Regions from separate parts of the Mus musculus genome. Here region 1 is linked to region 2. The links are chromatin contacts, called in public HiChIP or PLAC-seq maps. All regions are on one chromosome and are shown on one strand. Each heading gives the region's core, a stretch centred on a gene start, on an enhancer-like site or on the middle of the called end of the contact. The rest is flanking DNA. Distances are from core to core; before and after follow the strand shown.

Region 1 (6,586 bases), core at 34-2,533, 630 kb after region 2:
AGAAGAAGAAGAAAAGACATATTGACTCTGAAAAGCATCCATTGAACTCAGTCCTACTAAAAACAGCATCCCTCTTTCCTCTACTGTATGGTGTGCTCTATTGCTTTGAACCTGTTTCCTCTAAGAAAACTTTATTACCAATAGTTAATGATATGGTAAGTGACCAGTGACTATGGAGCAAATGAGTGAAAATCATGAACCCTCTCGTCCCTAGAAAGAACTTTTCATTGACTATGAAATGGCTTTCAAATGCCCCCTTCAGCTAACGAGTCTTTCTATAATTGGCCATTGCAATTTTCTTTCCCCACTTGATACCAAACTTCTCAACTTGTTTGCTTGCTGAAACCTAAGTCTCTCTCCTTGCAGTAGAACTTCTCATTCCATCCAAACAGGTTTCTCTATCACCTCTTCACCCTATGCACAGCTCAAATGCTCCTCATGTCCACAGACCCTCTCTATTCACTCAGCCCAGGCTCTCTCACAGATGTACTCTTCTGAGCAGCAACTCCCCGTAGTCACTTGTATCATACATGCTCAAAGTTGGAAATATATTTTAATGAGTTTATTAAATGTATTATCACTAAGGTCTACATTAGCCAAGAACCTAACAACTCAACTCTATGGTCATTATTAGTTTCTAGATTGCTCTGTCATTCCAGATTTGCAATCAAGATTTTTTTTCTAAAGACATATCTTTTTCCATCTATACATAAAGCTGCTGGCTCTTATACTCAAAATCCAGTTGAACTAAAAAAAAAAAAAAGATTATAAGCTCTATTTTAAATGAATAAGAAGGTAAATAACAGCATGAGATAGTCATAGAAAGACTAACACCACAAATACAATTATCTGATATTTCTAAGTATTCTGCTTTATCAACTACTTACTCAAGTAAGAGGGCCCATGGCCCATGCAGTTTCAATCTTTACCTATCGCCCTCTTTAAGGAATCCCAAGCCACACACTCAGGTCGTGTCTAACCATCCCAAACATTCCATATGAAGGATAGTGCACTAGCAAACAGTGATGCTTCCAATCTCACAGTCCCTGTGCCATTGGGGAAAGGTGAGCTGAGTGGTTAACTCGGTGAGATTGCTAGTTGGTCCTGCCCTTCACTGACAGAAACAAACCAGGCCAAGTCCCAGGTGACAGCCATTTTCCAAATGAGGCCAAGAATATTTTGAAGTGGTTACAGCTCTGACTGGGGATTTGACTCCTAGAGATGCCACAAAGCTCTTTTTAATATCCTGACATTTCCAGACACAGAGAAAGAATCCGGCTGATGAGTCACCAATATTAATGGGGTTTTGAATCCTGATTGCTGTGGCAGCTGCCTCTCCTTTAGTTATTCAGGGAGGAAAAAAAAGGAATTATCAGGCAAGCTCAGGGGGGAGAAACAGTTTGCTGTCATTCAGTTGCCATTTTTATTATCAGCCCTCAGCCCTTGCTTCATAGGGAAGTCGTTTGTTTCCTTGGCTTGTGTTTGTCTGTTGGTGGTGATAGAAATAATTAATTACAAGACCAAGGGCCTCTCCTCCCATTGATGGCAGGAAGCAGGAGTGGGTGGGCTGGAGAGCAGGGTGGGGGGAGGGTATAGGGGACTTTGGGGATAGCATTTGAAATGTAAATGAAGAAAGTATCTAATAAAATATCTATAAATAAAAATAATAATTATTTAGCTTCTACCTTGGTGAAGCAAGCAGGCTTTCTTTGATGGAAACATCTACAGAGCTCAAATACTGGGGATCTGTTTAATCTTGAGAGGATAAAAGCTTACTTTATATCTGAACACCTTTTGCTTTTCTGGTTCTTACATGTTGTTCTGTCTGCATTCCATGATATAATAAAAGAAAGAGTCAGAGAAGGAAGGAAAGGAAGAGAGATATATTATATTTAGGTGAACCAATTTTTTTTCCCGCAAGCATCCATACAATCTAAGGTGTTCGAATCATCACATTCCTGCTACCTATAAGGTTCTCTGGATGCCAACATCCCAGATGTATTTTAAGAGCTACAGCAGATTGCTGCCAACCAAGGCTTTGAGCTTACAAGCTAGTCAATTCCCTTTTTCACCTCTTGAAAAATATAAGCAGATCTTGTCCCTCTTTCAGATATCTGGAGAGGACTCCTCACCTTTTATGCTTCCTGTGATTTTTCTTTCAACAAAAAGAGCATGAGTCTACGGGGCCCTTTTCCACAAACAGGAAGTTGTAATTAAGACAACAGCAATTCTTGGATGCTTTCTCATGAGTCATGAGGGCCATACCAGGATCTAAATGATTAGTTCTCAACTATCAGTGTACAAGAGGAAATGAAAAGGAAGAAAAGAAAAGAAGAGAGGAGAGGAGAGGAGAGGAGAGGAGAGGAGAGGAGAGGAGAGGAGAGGAGAGGAGAGGAGAGGAGAGGAGAGGAGAGGAGAGGAGAAGAGAAGAGAAGAGAAGAGAAGAGAAGAGAAGAGAAGAGAAGAGAAGAGAAGAGAAGAGAAGAGAAGAGAAGAGAAGAGAAGAGAAAAGAAATTCTCCGAGAGAGTTTGCTTAAGTGTATAACTTGAAAGTAGCTTTGGGATCAGGCCTAGGAATCCGTGGTTTACTGGGGGTGCTGGTGACTCTGAGGAAAATGACCCTTAACCCACATGAATGTGATCATCAATCCCATAGCAGCCTCTAGAGCCGTCCCCACAGTAAAAGATGTCCCACTGCTCAAACAACACTTTGCTAGTTAATCATAAAGCATACTCAGCTCTTACCCGAGAAGGCAGAGGGAACATTATATTGGAAACCCCTGTTAAGGACTATCTGTCTTCACACTGGATCCAAGACACTTCCTTTGAGAGACAACTGTGTGAAGGGTGAATATCTCGGATACTTTATTACCATTCAGTGTGAGCATTTCCTGGGTACAAAAATGATCCTGTTGGAATGTGCAACAACGTACCTTAGGGTTCTTTTTTTTTTTCCAAAGGAAAAATGATCTTTCGAAAGTCTTCTATCATGAACATCTTCAAAATCAATCAGAAACAAGAAACTTGGAGAAGGTAAGTCCTGGCAGGTCCACATCTGGCATGGCCACATGCATCTGAATTTCACTTATGTAATATACTTTCTTCTCTGAATGATGCCAAAGGAAGGGACACGCTTTGAGCAAATGTTCCTGTAATGTTTTCATCAGTTCATACAGCAATGAGGCCATCCTCAGGCACTCAGAAATGTAAGACAATTTCTAATGGAGGGGTAGAAAGAAACCCACAAAATAAGGGAGGTGAGACATGTCGAGCCCTGTGCAACCCAAATACATGCAAAGTCTTGAGCTTTTCTCTCTTGCAGGAGCACAAGGCTACTAAATCATGCCTTTGGGCTCATATACCGCACCTTTTCCCCACTGTAAGCCCTTCATAATAGTAAAACTTCTAGGTCAAGAAAAGCCCTAAGAAAACAGATTTAAAAGGTGGCTAGTTATTGCTTAAGACACAGGTGTCCAAGAAATCTGAGCCATGTTACCAATTCTCTCCTAACACTCTATCAGAAATCATCATGCTAGAGACAGGCTTTCTTTACATGGGTGGTATGCAGCTGCAGGTACCTGGAACTCTACATGATTCTAGATCTAGTATCTCTGATACTAGAAAACAGAGAGCACCTCTTTTCCCACGGTCCACCATGTTAAATGGTAGAGAACATTGATAGCATTAACCACATACTATATTCACACCGGAACAGAAGCTTCAGTTGCAATGTTTATAATTAGACCTTGGATTATGACTTTACCCTTGATAATTTGGAGTTGATGATGCATGGAATAAAATAGATCAAATAAAGGCATAAAGAAAGAACAGAAACTGCCTGGCGCTTCCTTATGCTGGTTTTCTTCTCACTAAAGCCTTCCACGACCCCCTACAGAGTTTTTGCATTCCTCCCCTTCCTATAGGTAGATTTTCTTCAAGACAAGAGATATGTCAAAAACATACAACTCACCTCTCTACTTTGAGAACTTTGGGTCTTGGAAAGAATTTCATGTTCTGGTGGTGGGCAAAGCTACTATGAAAAAGGAATGTCACTTAGCAAGAGGCAGCAAGGTCTGTGGTCTGTCTTCAATCACAGCCCGCACAGGATCCATCACAGCTCTTTCATATGGACTTTAAAAAAATATTAACTGGACCACCCATAGCTCCCAGGGACTAAACCACCAACCAAAGAGTTGGGATATATGTAGGGATCCATAGCTCCAGATACATATGTAGCAGAGGATGGCTTTATCTGGCATCAGTGGGAGGGGAGGTCCTTGATCCTGTGGAGGGTTAATGCCCCAGCATAAGGGGATGCTAGAGCAATGAGGTAGGAGTGGGTGGAGGAGCATCCTCATAGACACAAAGGGGATGGAATGGGCATTTGTGCAGGGGTAACTGGGAAGGGGAATATGGTTTGAAATGTAAATGAATAAAATGATTAATAATAAATATATTAAAATAGCTTTATTAGTATCTAGTTTATAGAGCATGTAATTCATTTCTACTGTAAACTCAATGCATTTTAGTAAATCTCCAGACTTGTACAGCCATCGTTATAATCCAGTGTTTGATCATCTCCATTAGACCCTAAAGCCTGTCTGAAGTCACTCTCACTCCTCTCTCTAGCCTGAAGAGCACAGGTTTATGTTTTGTCTCTATAGAGTGGTCCCTTTTGGACATTTCATATAAACAGAGTCATACAGTTTGTGGCCTCTTGTGTATGTATGGCTTCTTTCATTTAGCTTGTGATTGTTTTACACTGCCAATTTCCTTGCTCTTCTCCATCAGTTCCTCCTTTGCTACCAGAGAGAAGAACAGATCCTAGCAATGTGGCCTTACTGGCCCAAGGTTGCAGTTCCTTTCTTTGTTATGGTGAATTCTCTCCCTCCAGCCATGGCCCAGTGGGATACTCCCACCTCTTGACTCTGGCACTCTAGAAGGACAAGGCAGAGGGACCATAACAATAGTAACGCAGCCCAAGTACTCTCAATTCAGAACCCGTTATTCACAGCTATAAAGAAGGCTATATATAGTTCACAAGAAGAAAGTGGTGGTCTGAGTTGGAGCTATTTGAATATATAACTTTCTGATTCTTCAATTAATGATTTTGGTGATGTTTTCATATGTATATATCAGCACATTCTGTTCTGATTTGTCCTTCAGCGTGGACCCCAGCGCTTTGCTGTTACTTTACTCCCCAAGATCAGCTCTTGCTTTTGTGCTCATGTACACATCCCATTGCTTCAATCTTGCTTCCCACTCCTCTTGGCCCCTCACAGTCTCCTTTCTTTTGTGCATGTGTAGTTTGTATGCATTCATCAGATACAAAATGCAATATTCTCTCAGAGGTATATTTGTTAACAAGAAAGTTATTTCTTTAAAAATATTTTTAAAATATTTGAAAGTGTGAAAAAATAACTCCACAGAAAATGGTCTCACTTCCTTTGTTCTTTTGTTTGATAGACAAGTACCCTTGACTTATTTATTGCTTAGATTTGTTCTTTTACAATTTCATACATGTATATAGTGCATGTTATATGTATGTATATAGGTATACCTATTTATAGATGTGTATATGTAAACACATATTAATATATATTAATGTATATATTGTTTAACTAAATTTAATTTAGTCTAAAGAAAATGCTCTAGAGAAAAAGATTATTACCTGCACACACTAAAAAAAAAAAAAAAAGAAATCTGCAATAATCAGGATATTTTTTTGTGTTAATGATAGAAAGCAACCTTAAAGAAGGGACTAATTAAGGTAGTCTCTTGCAAGACAAAAATGTATAGTTTCTTTCTGGTATTAATTTTTTTTAGAGAAGTCCTTGATAGCACTCAAAACTCATTCTCTCTCTCTCTCTCTCTCTCTCTCTCTCTCTCTCTCTCTCTCTCTCTCCTCTCTCTCCCCTCTCTCCCTCTCCCCCCCCATCCTTGTCATCTTTGTTTAAACACACTAATCTCTTTTACTCTCTATTCCTCACCAACTAAGGCTATTTAAATCAAGCTTTGCTAATTAAATAAACTATTAGCTCTGAGGTCACATTGTAGAGATCAGGGGTGTGGGGAGAGATGAGGGAAAATTAGCTCATACATTATCTGAGACTTTATTTCATAGCACGCGCACATACACACACACATACACACACACACTAAAGCTCTGCATCCAGGGCACAAGAGATTACTCATGAAAGAAATTTACAGTGAGAGATAATGAAGGCACTTTCAGCAAGCCATCAATCTGCCTGTGGTTCCTGGAAACCCCTGGACACTCAGAACACGGGCTAGGCTGGATGGAGGCAAGGTGACATTTAGAGAACACGATTCACTGAAAAGCACAAATGTGTGCGTGCAAACCCAGGAATATTGTCTTGGTGCAGGGAGAAGGGATAAATCTCATGGCCCCTAAGACCAATACTGCTATTGTGACAAGTGCTTCCCAGCTTACAGGGGAGCCTTTTGTCCTCTGGAAACACACACACACACACACACACACACACACACACACACACACACACACACAGAGAGAGAGAGAGAGAGAGAGAGAGAGAGAGAGAGAATAATGGATGGATCACATTGG
Region 2 (6,393 bases), core at 2,918-5,417:
AGAGATCTGCCTACCTCTGTCTTCCAAGTGCTTGACTATTATGTCTGTTCATCTTCTAGATTTATTGTTACTGATGTGTCTGTGATTTATCCATGTGTGTGTATGCCACATGTCTGCATGTGCCCAAGGAAACCCCCAAAGGATGTCTTATCCTCTGGGTCTGGAGTTACAGGGGATTGTGAGCTGCTCTTTGAGGATACGAGAGACAAAACTCAGGACCTCTGGACGAGCAGGAAGAGCTCTAAACTGCTGAGCCATCTCTCCAGCTCTCCCTGCCCCACGCTTTTGAGTCAGGGTCTTTGTAGTTTAGGATGGCCTTGCACTTGCTGTGTAACCGAGTATGAGGGGAACTCCTGATCTCCTCCCTCCAACCTCTTACACGTTTGTCCCCCATTCTTATTTTCTTAATGCAGTGCGGGGGATTGGACCCAGGGCTTCCAGAACGCTAGGCACACCCTCCACCAACTGAGCTGTATCTCTAGCCCTCATTGCTTCACATCTTAGGATGATTTTCCTTTACTCTTTTAAGGTCTTGGTTGTTTTTGTTTTATTTATTTGTGGTTCAGGGTTTCCCAAGTAGCTCAGGCTAGCATAGAACTTGCCCTGTAGCCTGGGGGTTCTGCTTCATTCTTAAGGTCTTTTTAATTTTTTATTTTTGTCTAAAACCAAACCAAACCAACAACGACGACAACAACACTATGTATCCTTCAAGAGCCAACATAAACAGTACCACCGCCAAGAAGCCTTTATTGAGGACGCTATAAAGAATTAAAAGCGTTTTCACTGCACTCCCACAATACCTTTCTCCAATCTGTCTGAAAACCGTGAGACACCCAAATTATTATAACACCCAGAGTTGAGCAGAGATACCATCTGCACGGGCTGGCATGGAGTTGGTGCCCGGGAGTTACTGAAGGCGGGAGCACTCGCACACCGCCTAAGACAAGCTGTAAGCACAAGCACTGGCTTACTTCTTCGACAAGGAAGTGCGCTTGTTTTTCCCCTCCAGAGGACGATTTTTCCATCTACTTTGGTGAGGATGGACAGAAGGCTAAGAACAGGAAAGGAGAGATGAGCTTGGGGAAGTGAGAAGAGTAGAGCACAGAGGGGGATGAGGGACGGTGGAGGTAAAAAGAAACAGATACAAGGCATCACTCTCAGTAATAGTCCTTCAGGCTCGGAACCAGAGAGAGAAAAAAAATCCCGATGCGTTTTCAGGAACAAGCTGCGGTTCTGTCAATCACTGCATCCAAGGCAGAGAACGTGCGAGGTCTCCACGTACAAAGTTCAGAGGAAACTCAGGGCTCCCGCTCCGACCCGTCTGCATTCTGCTTATTTCCTTTTCTTTTCTCCCTCCAGCACTTCCGAACCTTCCCTTCCAGCCCAAGCATCCTCCAGGGCTCATTCAGCCTTCCATTGGTCCCAATGCAAACGCTTGATTTTCTTCCACTGAAAGCTGGGTAGCCATATGGGACAGTATTGGCTTCCTCGAGGCACCACACCACCAAGTCCATTTCTGAGGCCAAATGGGCCACAGTGCTGTTTACCTTTTTAAATGAGCGTTAGCCCAGGGATGAGAGTTAGTGCTGTGTCCTCCAACCCTTCAGGCACAATGGGTCACACTCTGGCCCAGAGAAGAAAAGGTCACGGTGGAGGCCAGAACTGACGGAGCCTGCCTGTTCCCATCAACATTTACCTCCTCAGGAAATGTGCTTCAATATTCAGCTCTAAAAGCTGATGCTGCCTCCATCCCAAGGAGATTCTGTCTGTGGAGGAGCTAAGGGCTTAGACTCACACCTCTTCTCTGGTCTGCAATATTAGCACAATGGCCTTGTTGTCAGGCAGGTAATCCCAAAGGATCAGAGATGAGAAAGAGTTCTCATCCCCCACTTTGGTGGATGTGAGAACTGGTCCCCAAGGTAATCTAAACTAGGTTTGGACAGAGGAATGAGAGAGTTAATTGGAAGTGTGGCTTGTGGGGTAAAGCATTTCTAAGATGAGGAGCTGGTGGGAAGTAACGGTTAACCAAGGGCTGCTGGGGAGATGGTGGAAGCGGTGCGCAGGGGGCACTTTCAGCCGTGTTTGGCTGTGGGTAAGCAGTGGCTCTGTCATATGCTTGCCTTCTCTCAGTTGTCACAGGCCTCTACTTCACTCTAGTGTTGACCTTAGTGAGGTTGTCCTGATTTACCTGCCTTAGAAATGGGTTGAGTTCTCGCTTACTAAGGGACGATCCAGTTTGAGTATAAAACAGTTCAAATGCATAGTTTATCACAGGGTTGGAAGTCTCTTAGTAGTGGGACATTCTGAGAAGATAACATTCTACTTTTCTCAACTAGATAGCTAAAGGTAGAAAAAAAAAAAAGAAATCATAGTTTCTTGGACATCAGTGCTTCAGAAACTAGGATTTGGTAAATGCACACATGAGCGCACACACACACACATATGCAAACATGATTCTGTACACATGCCAACACTCACACATATATATACTTCAACACACATACAAATATACAGACACACAATAACATAACACGCACCAAAACTTATACATACCAACATGGACACAGTTAGACACACACCAACACAAGTATACATATACCAACACATATACACACGTGCACATACACACACACACACACACACACACACACTCACACTCACACACACTGTAGTAGCATATACTTAAATACTTATGAGTTTATGATAACAGTGAACCTGGAGGAAAACTAGGCAGTGTTTTACTCATTCATTGGCTGTTTCAAGCATCCCAGTTTCCCCACTGGGGGCTGAAATACAGCAAGAAGTCAGAAGGTCTCTGACTCTATAGGCTATGACAAGTACAACTAAAATATAAGCAAAATGTGAAAATCTTTAGTATCCCTGCCACACATTAAAAAAAACCATTTTTAATTGATTCTTTGTGAGTTTCACATCATGCATCCCAGTCCCTCTTATCCCCCCCATGCCCTCATATCCACCACTCACCCTTGCAACCTCCCCCCACAAATAAAACACAAACAACAATAACAAAAGCATAGAAAACTCTCATTGTGAAAGCTACAGTATGTCACAGTGTGTCCCACAGTATATCCCTGTGACCACACATCTTCACTTGCAGATGTTCATTGCAATGAGTCACTGGTCTGGTTCGAGATCTCTGACTTCTGTGACACCATCAATATTGGATCCTCACAGGGACTCCTCCCAGTTCTCCTGTTGTTGGCCTCTGTCATGGAGATCCTGCAGCTTTGGAACGGCAGGACTGGCCCTTTCATGTGTCTCAACTGATGATAGAGATTTTGGGGTGGGCCAATTCAGAGCCCTGGACCTAGACTTGGTTGGTAGCTGAGCTGGTCAGCCTTAACACCAGGGCAAGCTCTCTAGCACTGCTCTGGCTAGGCCACTCAATGTAGCTCTCCTGCTTTCATGCCCTCGAGGCTGGTTCACCACCCATGCCTCCAGAGACGACTCCACTATACTATACTATACTATACTATACTATACTATACTATACTATACTATACTATACTATACTATACTACCCAGGGTTTCAAGTGCTGCAGCCTGACACAGGCAGGGCCAGCTCTCTTGTTCTTATGCCCTTGGGCCTGGCTCACCAGTGCCTTTGCTACCAGGCTCTCCTGTGCTGCTCAGATGGGGTGCAGGGCCTGCTCTCCTGAGTGCCCTGCAAACACATTACAATCCGATTTCCCTTCTTTTTTTTTTTTTGTTTTGCCACGGTGTAGGTTTTGAGAACACAGCTGTCCCAGAACAGGTGCAAGAAAAGCTACAGTCAAGGATGCATTCCAATGTTGACTCATCTCTTCCAGACACCTATGTAAGCTAACAGGCTACGGAGAACTTCTGTTTCCACAATCTCAGCACTAAGAAGCTGCTGTCTCTCCTCATCATCAAGGCTGCTCTGTGGATCCTATCTGTGGCAGTGCCAGGAAGCTTTTGGCAGGCCTTTTGCCCAGGAGCGTTCCAGGCTGTCTGTCTGAAGTCCATGGGGTGAAGTGGTGAGACCACCTGGTCAGAGGCAGCCTGCTGGGCCTCAGCGTGGAATCCTGGCTTCCCTCTATCATGTTTACAGAGCCGTGTCTGTCTGCTCAGCCTCCTATGAGATGAGAATACCAGGCAGTCCTTAGTCACTCAGCAGTGAGTTCTGGTAATTTTCCTCTGGGAGAAAGAGGGCTGGTTGCCAGCCTTAGATTGTGTTCCCTCTGCTATCCTCTCTGCTGTCAGCTGATGAAATAGGACTTTTGATTTCCTCTTCTGTATATTCTCTGACACAGAGGCACTGGGGAAAGCAGGCTAGAGACTGCTACTATGTTAGGGCTGCTGAGAAATATTCACAGAAAAAAAAAGAGTTAGACTCACTAGATACTGAGAACACAGGCACACAAATATACTAATGCTTATGAAGATGTTTTGCATATGTGCATTTGTGTAGTCTTCTCCCCAAAGGATTGCAATGGTTAGGAAGAAAAGAGTAACAGCTCCTCCTTGTTATCTTTATTTTTCTGTATCAAAAACAACAACATCATGGAGATCATGGGGAGAAAAAAGATTGTGACCTCAAATGTTTTCTCCTACACATTTGCAGGGCTAGGCTTTATAAGTAACCTGAGATTTTCATCTTTTAAAACAGACTATCAAATAAATTTAATCAATCTTTTATTTATGTATGGGTGGTTTTTCTACATATATACTTGTGCACCATGTGCATGCCTGGAGCCCACAGAGGCTAGAAGAAGGCACTGGATGCCCTGGGACTAGAGTTACAGATGGTTGTGCTCTGCTATGAAAGCTGGAACTTGAACTCTTGTCCTCTGGAGGAGCAGCAAATGTTCTTAACTGCTGAGTCACCTCTCCAGGCTCATCCATTTTATTTTTACGTTTTTAATTTTTATTTCAGAACACTGTGAGTGTCAATTGTCTGGGAAGATGTGATGGGTTCTATGGGTTTAGGATGGCAAGGATGCACACCTTGGCTGGGGTGTTAATCTCCCCAGCTCTAGGCTCATGGTTCTGATGAGACCATTGTCATGGTACCCTGCCTTTCCTCTCATCCCTCTTTCAGGCCACACAGTGATAAGTGGGTTCATACAAGTCCCCATTGTCCTGAGCACTATTGTGGCACATGGGAGAGCCTACAACCTCAGCTACATCCGTGTTTATTGACAGTTGGAGTTTTGAGACAGAATTCTTGCATTTTGGGTCTTAGAACTAGAAGTGAACTAGCCAAAGATCTACTCCTCTGCCATATGGACACAGCCTCTGTCAACCATGAAGAAGAGAACAGATGCAAGAGAGCAGAGGAGCAGACCCCCATCCTCTGTAATTTCTGAGGCAGCTGACAAATCAACTAAAAATTCGCTGTGTCACTGAGAAGGTGAAGCCAAATCTTCCCCATAACAGCCTATTTTAATATCACATCACAGACTAGAGATGAAAGGACAAAAATGGCTCCCTTAGAGAGTTTTTTTTTTTTTTCTTCCAGCATGTGCTTCCAAGGTCTCTGGAACATTGGAAAGGCATCTGGGCAACCCTTAGAGAGTTTTAAATCAGTTTACTAAAGTGTATTTTTGAGAAAGTAAACTGTTTTTATCCTAGCTGTAGAGCTAAGTAGATTTTGGCATACATCTGCTCATGTTACTACCATACAAATTATAATACAGTGCATCTCATCATCCCACCAAATTCCCTTAGGTTCCCTTGCATGCCACAGTTTGCTGGAGTTCAACTCCATGTAGCTATTGATCTTTTTTTTTTTTTTTTTTTTTTTTGTTACCATAGGTTAGGTTGTCTAGCACTATTAATAAATGGTATGATGGTTTGAATAAAAATGACCCCTACAGGCTAATATATCTGAATGCTTAGTCATCAGGGAGTGGGACCATATGAAAGGATTAGAAGGATTAGGAGGTATGACCATGTTGGAGGGAGTGTGTCACTGGGGGTAGGCTCTAAGCTTCAAAAGCCCACACAAGGCTCAGTTACTCCCTTTCTTCCTATGGATCAGAGTGTAGAACTCTCAGCTACTTCTCCAGCTTCCTGTCTGCCTGAGTGCTACCATGCTCCTACCATGATTATAATGGCCTACTGTAAGCAAGCTCCAATAAATGCTTTCTTTTATAAGAGTTCCCTTGCTAACTGAGTCTCTTACAGCAATAGAACAGTGGCTAAGACAAGTGGGATGATTCAATTTGTGCCTTACTCCCCCTCACAAAATATTTCTGAGATTTACTGAAGATGTTCTGTATCTGTTCCTCATTTTTTTCTATGGCTGGGTAGTAGGTTATATTATAATTAACGTGCACATTTTCTCAATGATAAACTTTGGGATATCCCAAATGAAGTTGCTATGAACATTTCTGTCCTTTTTGGATT

Evidence for each region. HiChIP or PLAC-seq counts read pairs in DNA pulled down with a chosen protein or histone mark.
Region 1: an H3K27ac HiChIP or PLAC-seq map of VIP interneurons shows a contact between it and region 2, with 7 times the contacts expected there. The contact joins two enhancer-like sites. A contact is called at or near these places in 1 of 115 datasets of contacts at active chromatin or transcription factors (VIP interneurons) and 1 of 9 other capture datasets (embryonic stem cells).

What each region holds. Positions count from the first base shown.
Region 1 is chr1:79,373,733-79,380,318 of GRCm38.p6, forward strand. No RefSeq gene overlaps it. Among named protein-coding and RNA genes, the nearest start is that of Scg2, 63 kb to the right of the region's middle. Within about 2 kb of position 1,284, at least 11 of the 459 cell types and tissues checked have an H3K27ac peak or open chromatin away from gene starts, as enhancers often do. A contact at or near this core is called in VIP interneurons, where this site is marked.
Region 2 is chr1:78,741,509-78,747,901 of GRCm38.p6, forward strand. It overlaps Gm38631 (a long non-coding RNA gene), which reads left to right. Exons shown (of 4, transcript XR_865568.1): 4 at 3,747-4,646. Among named protein-coding and RNA genes, the nearest start is that of Gm33693, 3.9 kb to the left of the region's middle. Within about 2 kb of position 4,168, at least 130 of the 459 cell types and tissues checked have an H3K27ac peak or open chromatin away from gene starts, as enhancers often do. A contact at or near this core is called in VIP interneurons, where this site is marked.